Linked DNA regions of Zea mays: region 2 is linked to region 1. A link is a contact called in public Hi-C data. All regions are on one chromosome and are shown on one strand. The core of a region is the stretch at or near the end of the contact, and the rest is flanking DNA. Distances in the headings are between cores, read along the strand shown.

Region 1 (3,148 bases), core at 31-2,530:
TGGACAATGAAAAAATTGCAAATAAATATATTTTAGGACGAACAGGTTAGTACCCTAATATCATCAGCATCCAATGCAAACTAAATGATATCGACTGACAGATAACAAAGCTATATCACCCCAGAGAACAAACACGCATATCTACACCCCAATGTATGAATGCATTGTTCGACCAAACTTAGGCACAACATGATCATGAGTTTCAACCATATTAAAGACCCCCATTAAGCACATACAGCCTGTGTCTCAGTTAAAATCCAAGAAATAAAAAAGGCAAACCTGACAAGATCCTAGCTTCTAAGGCATGTGGACACCAAAGTGCTTCACAGGATTTGATTGAAGCCAGGCCAGATGGAGGTATTTATTACAACATTACAGAAGCTGAGCTAGGCCCTTTCACAGGGGTCCACCAACCCCGACGAAATACTATAGTTTCTTAACAAATCCTTTAGATATCTAGCTTAAAATTCTATCATTTTAGTGGAGCTGACCCCAACTTCATTACCGGCTAGCTTTGCCCAAACATTGGCAACAGGGAACACTGCCAAAAGAGGACTCCGCAACAACAGAAGCACTTGTGCAGAATCGTTTGGAACGGTTACCCAGTGTGAAAGCCCTAAATCCTTCTTCATGCCGTCACCGATACTTAGTGAACATAATCATCTTTCAAATCGTGATATGAAGCATGAACAACTTCAAAACGCTGAAAACTACGGATAACCCTATAACTCGCAAGGCAGCGAAATAAAGCCTACCGCGCAAATCAACACCTATATGACAGGGGGCAGGAGGATTCCGCTAAACCCCAAACAAAAAAAAAACGGAAAATGAACCTCTACTAGAGCACTGCATTACTCACGCAGGAAGCAAGCACATCCCCGACGAACTCTACGGATTCGATTGAAACCAACAATAAGATTAGAGCGGCAGCATCGAAGCGAATGATCCCACCACCGACAAAAACAATTTATCCGAGCAAAAAACGGGATTAGGTTTCCTTACCGCGCAGATAAGAAATCAATCCAAGCCTGGACGGATCCCCGCTGCACGCGAACCCACGAGATCCGGACGGCGACACGGAGGGGAGGCTATGGTTCGGGGCGGTTGGGGATAGCGGAGGGTGGTTTAGGATGCTTTCCCACCCGCCTATTCAAATGAAACTCAACTCCGGCGAGGGAGAGGAGGAATGAAAATGAGGCGGCTAGGGTTTATAGGAGGTGGGAGGCGGGCGGCCTGCTTGCGGGCGGGGTTTTGAGAAGTGACTGTGCCAGCGCCGGTGCCAGTATTCAAATTTCCATTTTCTTTTTTTATTGGAAAATTATTCTACGCGCTACTTCTGTGATTATGTGAAAAAACAAAACGTGGGATTTTTTAGAAAAAATAAATTATATTTCGAACTCTGGAAGAGTTTTGCACATAGCCATCAATTATTACAACGAAGTACTAAGTAGCTTTTATAGAGAAAAAAAACTAAGGGCTAGTTTGGGAACACTATTTTTTCAAGGGATTTCAATTTTTCTAAGAGAAATTAGTTCATTTTCCTTTGGGAAATTTGGAATTCCTCGCAAAAACGGTGTTCCCAAACTAGCCCTAAAGTAACAAAAAGATATGAGATAATTCAAAAGATTGATGGTCGTGAAAAAGGATTTTGGGCGCGAAGTACGCGAAGACAAAGAAGTTTGAGACTCGTAAAAAAATAACGATGTCCATATATCTTTTGTAAATCATGCGGGTAAACGTTATAGACATGTTTATAATTTCATGTTAAACTATTTATCTTTCCTATAAATAGTTGAACAGTGTCATGTATAAATTCATCTTTTAAGGGCCTTAAGCTTTATTTCGCTTAGCCTTCGAAGGAGGATGAAATAAATAATGCTAAGCATGAGGAGATGAGTTTCATACTTCATTGTCCATTATCATTTTGTTTAATATTGTTTTATTAGACCTTCGTCCTCAAGCTAACTGTTGGGGGTATGCTTCATAGCCGAAAATCCTAAAGAAAGAAACACCTTCGGCAGGTCCTCTCAAAAGCAGTGCCGAAGCTATCGCCTATAAAGCTTCGGCACAGTGACATGTCTCAAGACGAAGGGGTGAACCGACTTAAAGATGAAATGACCTAAAGACCCATGATATTCTGTGTCATTATTGTAGTTGATTGTAAAGGGCATAAATGTAATTATACACAGGCTGCGCCATGTGCCTATAAATAGGTGAACAGTACCCCTGTACTGTTCACGCAATCTTGTAATCGATGACACATTACGCTGGAATTATTGCTTTCTACCAAGGCGAAGGTATAAATGTACCTAAATATTATGTTTTATTTTTTAGATTTGTATAATAAAATATGTGAATAATCTTATGTGTTTTTGATATATCATTCTCTTATGTTTCATATTTTTTATATTCCATCCCACATTGTTTTATAACTCTAATCATGAAGGTATAACCTTCGTGATATCTTGCTCATGGCCTTCGTCCGAAGTTCATTAAATCCTTGGGGAGATAATGCTTCAGTGGATGAAGGGCATTAATATTTAACATTTTATGTTGCCTTGTTCTTAATTCGAAGCATTTGAGAACAAGTCCCCAACATTGGGGCCCACCTCCGGTGTACTCACTTCCATTTTTTGAGTTGATGGCTTCGTTCAACAACCAAGCTGGAGCTGCTTCGGCTACGAAGCTGGTACTCCCGATAACAGGCGGGTAATGCTCAGAGCCAGCCAACAAAAAGCAGAAGAAGGAGGCACAGAGAAGGGTACAACATGTCGGGGTGCAGGGACCCTTCATCAAGTCGAGATGGTCCCACATCCCAATTACCTTCTCCCAATAGGACCTTCAGCTCAAGGATTACCCTCACAATGATGCTATGGTTATTTCTTGCGTTATCAAAGGATTTCTGGTCCACAATGTTCTAGTTGATACAGGAAGTGCATCGGATATTATATTTGCTAAGGCCTTCAGACAGATGCAAGAGCCAGAGGATAAGATTCATGATGCTACACACCCTCTTTGTGGCTTCGGAGGAAGGCAGATTGTAGCGCTCGGCAAGATCACGATGTCAGTGACCTTCGGATTTGTCAACAATACAAGGACTGAGCAAGTTGTATTTGATATTGTCGACATGGAGTACCCCTACTAGGAC
Region 2 (3,527 bases), core at 443-2,942, 270 kb after region 1:
ATATAAGGGGATTTCAACATTAATTAATAGTTAACATAGCAATGAGTGTTTGTACTTCTGGCCAAAAGATTCATTTTGACTGAATAAACATATATCACATTCTAGAGCATCGCCCAAGATGTCCTCGGGCGAGTCGGAAATGCATTGCTTGTCCGGGGTTGGCCTCGGGCGAGTCGTGACTGCGTCTCCCACCCGGGGTTGGTCTCAGGCGAGTCGTGATAACTCTGTTGTTTTAGGAAAACAGAAACACACATTAGATTTATGCTCTTCGATCATGGTGTTGACATTTCATACTTTTATCTAGAAGCAGTAAAAGGGTTAAATGACTGCTTGGAGCCATTGACTAATGCTTACAACAGTAAAAGGCTTAGAACTGAATGCTTAGACATGAGATTAGATGAATTGGATAGGTAGGTGGTGTGAACTATTTCGGTACTTCAAAATTTTAATAAAGTTAAATCAATGTATTCTTCGGTTACAGCAAAATATTTCTATGCATACTCCTGACTGAACACCAATAACTACTTGTTTTGATTCTCAATAAGATTAGTACATAATAGATAAATCAAATCGAACATCTTGCATCACTATGGAAGAGTTGGAATGCTTACTTTGGAATCAATGTTCATTGCTTATTCTGAATCTGATACTGATGCAACCATAGAAATTGAAGATGTCCCCACGGCGGGTGCGTGGAGGATGGTGGCGTGGTGATTGTATCGCATATGGTACCCCTTTCTCTTTCTTTAATAGTAGTCGTGGCGTGGTGGCAAGGATGGAAGGTAGATCCCGGGCGCGGGGAAGAGAATGGAAGGGGAATATAGATGGAATGCGAGGACCGGCATTTGGAACGCGGGTTGGGGGCGCAAATTTTGGGGGGATCCTGTGGAAGGCGAGATCGGCGTGGTGGCGAGGATTGAAGGTAGCGCGGGGTCAAGGGTGGGGCCGAACCGATGGCGAGGAAGTAGCGATTGCCATCTGAAGATCCACTGGTCCAAGGATGGAAGGTCGTGCATTCCACAGGAGCCCCCTCCCCCAAATCAGCGCCCGTGAGGGCGAGGAAGGAGCGCAGTCTGCGGCGTGGAGGCGAAGCCCGATGTGGTGGTGACGAAGGAAGGTGGCGGGTTGACGGGGGCACGGTAGGAAGGTGGAGATTGAGGTGGCGTGGTAGACTTGTAACGAGGAGCGACATGCTGGGGACGAAGGAAAGGATAGGATTGACCGGTGTTCGGTGGGAGCTCAGTATACACTGTAGACGCCTACACTGTGTTCTTATACCTCATGTTTGGTTGCTAGCATCCTCCACGCCTGACTGAGGCAGACCTACATCGGTTGAGATGGAGGATTCTTACTTCCCCACGCATGCAAGCCAATGAGGGTAAAAAAGTCATGATCGTGCACCTGCCCAAGTGCGGTCAACGCATGCACGAGGTCTAGGCACGGAGGCCCAACCAACCAATCATACAGATATAGTACCACTCCGTTCATAAATATATGACACCGTTGACTTTTTAAAATTTTTTGACCACTCATCTTATTCAAAAAAAGTTATCATTTATTTTTTTGATTTGTTTTATTATTTAAGGTAGTTTATGTTTGACTTAAAATTTTATATTTTTGAATAAATATTTTGAATAAAGTTTTTGAAAAATATCAAAGTTGTCATGTACTTGTGAACTGAGTGAACACGTCACCCTTGGTATTCTTCCAGCTTCCAGGCTCTACGCCGCTTCTAGCGCCCCGATACGCGGCGCCGGCGCAGGCGTGCAGCCATGGCGATGAGCTGGATCCGATCGGTTGTTAGGAGGGCCCTCATCGCTCCGAAGCCGCGGGGCTCCCGCCAGTTTACTGTCACCGCCGCCGGCGGCGGCGCGACGCAGACCGAAAGGGTGGCGGCGGAGATGGTCCGCTACGCCCTCGGCGGCGCCGTGCACCGGAGCTCGCCAGGTTCCCCCTTCGCCCCCTCTATTTGCGCTAGTGTGCATTAGGGTTTTGAGGACTCGCTCATGTGCCCTGGACCGCTGTCGCTGGTGTGCCAGAGGAGGCGATGCGGATACTGGAGCAAGGCGCCTCGAACCTGCAGGGAGGAGGCGAGGGCAGTGCCGAAGCTGTTGGGTTGCTCATGCTCGCTATGTCCACGCTGCTTTACCGGAGGTGCGGTGCGCTGCACCACTCATTTTTGTAAATGCGAACATTTCTTTTACAAATGTCGCGGACCCTCAAAGCTGCAATGTGGTGGATCCGGTTTGGGCCAATTGATCTTGATCTGGGCGGCTAGTTATAGAGTTTTAGCTTGGTATAGGTGAAGTAGTTAGGCATGTTTGGGCATATATGATAGTATGACACTAGAGTGCACTTGACAAAGCTGAGCAGATTGGAGGAGGTGTGCTTGTCTTGTGGGTGCATGCTCCCCTACTAGAGTGAATGTGTGCATATTGGAAATGTATTGGTGCATGATGATAGTACAGATGATACATCAACGTCGAATCTCATACCTTTTGCACTTCGGCTTTCAATCCAATAAAAAATTTGGCAGCTTTTGCTAACCCTGTGCCCTGTATCATGGTGGTTTTGGCTCTTCTTTTTGCTCAATTTGTCCTCTGACCTTAAGTTATTTAGATTTATATATCCGTGATATTTAGGAAGGATTTGGGCATAGCATACATTATATAAAGAACATAGGATGAGTGGATGTGTCTTCCAGAGACCAGAGTGCAAATTGGGATATTGTTTATGCATTAACTCATGAGGTAGTCTGAATCTGGAGGATAAACAAATGGAGAATATACCTTTTACAAACGTTTTACTTTAACATTACAACTTTCGAATATGATCAATATCTGTTGTGGATAATTACTACTTGTGGTATAATTAGGTTGAGCTACAGCCTACTAGTGATATATATAACCCTGAACTGGGTCCTTGAATTATTTTTCCAGTTAGATCATTCATCCTGAGCAGCGTTGAGTTATTTCAGTAAAATTATGAATTCTTCGTGCAGTGGAAGACGTCAAGACGCAGTGGAAAAGCTCAAAGCAACCCAACAAGTTGCCCCTTCTGCAGTTTTTAGAGGTTATTTTACAACTCTACTTTATATAAGGTTAATTCTATATATTGGGTGGCATCAATGCGTAGTGGAATTCTAAGACACGATAGCAATGGGAGGAGAGGCAAGAGAATGCCAGAGTTGACATGAGAAGATGCAGTAAAAGTAGACTTGAAGGGATGAGTTTATCCTTATATGAGTGCATGGAAAATAGAACATTGACTTGTGTTTTCTGTTGCTACCCCAACTTGCTTGGGACTAAAAGACTTTGATGTTGTTGTTGCTGTATATTGGGTGGGTTGTACAGACTGTAGACCGCTTATTGTTTGAACATCCAATGCAAATATATTATAATCCTACATTGCCTTATGTTTTTTTTGGTATTGGTGGTATAAATAAGAAACAAATGTTATAGTACTCAAGCGTTCTTATTTAGTAGATGACGATAGTTTGGGTTTCATGTGTCAAAAAAAGAAAGACA

Evidence for each region. A called contact is a pair of places that touch in the nucleus more often than the background predicts.
Region 2: a Hi-C map of ear shows a contact between it and region 1, with 2.7 times the contacts expected there. The contact joins the promoter of LOC100274920 here to the promoter of LOC103635758 in region 1. A contact is called at or near these places in 2 of 25 Hi-C or Micro-C datasets (ear and tassel).

The regions. Positions count from the first base shown.
Region 1 is chr8:118,393,966-118,397,113 of Zm-B73-REFERENCE-NAM-5.0, forward strand. LOC103635758 (importin subunit beta-1) reads right to left here and starts at 1,281. Exons shown (of 3, transcript XM_008658136.3): 1 at 1,003-1,281.
Region 2 is chr8:118,667,341-118,670,867 of Zm-B73-REFERENCE-NAM-5.0, forward strand. It overlaps LOC100274920, which reads left to right and starts at 1,693. Exons shown (of 12, transcript NM_001152741.2): 1 at 1,693-1,947; 2 at 2,040-2,154; 3 at 3,002-3,072. The coding sequence starts at 1,773.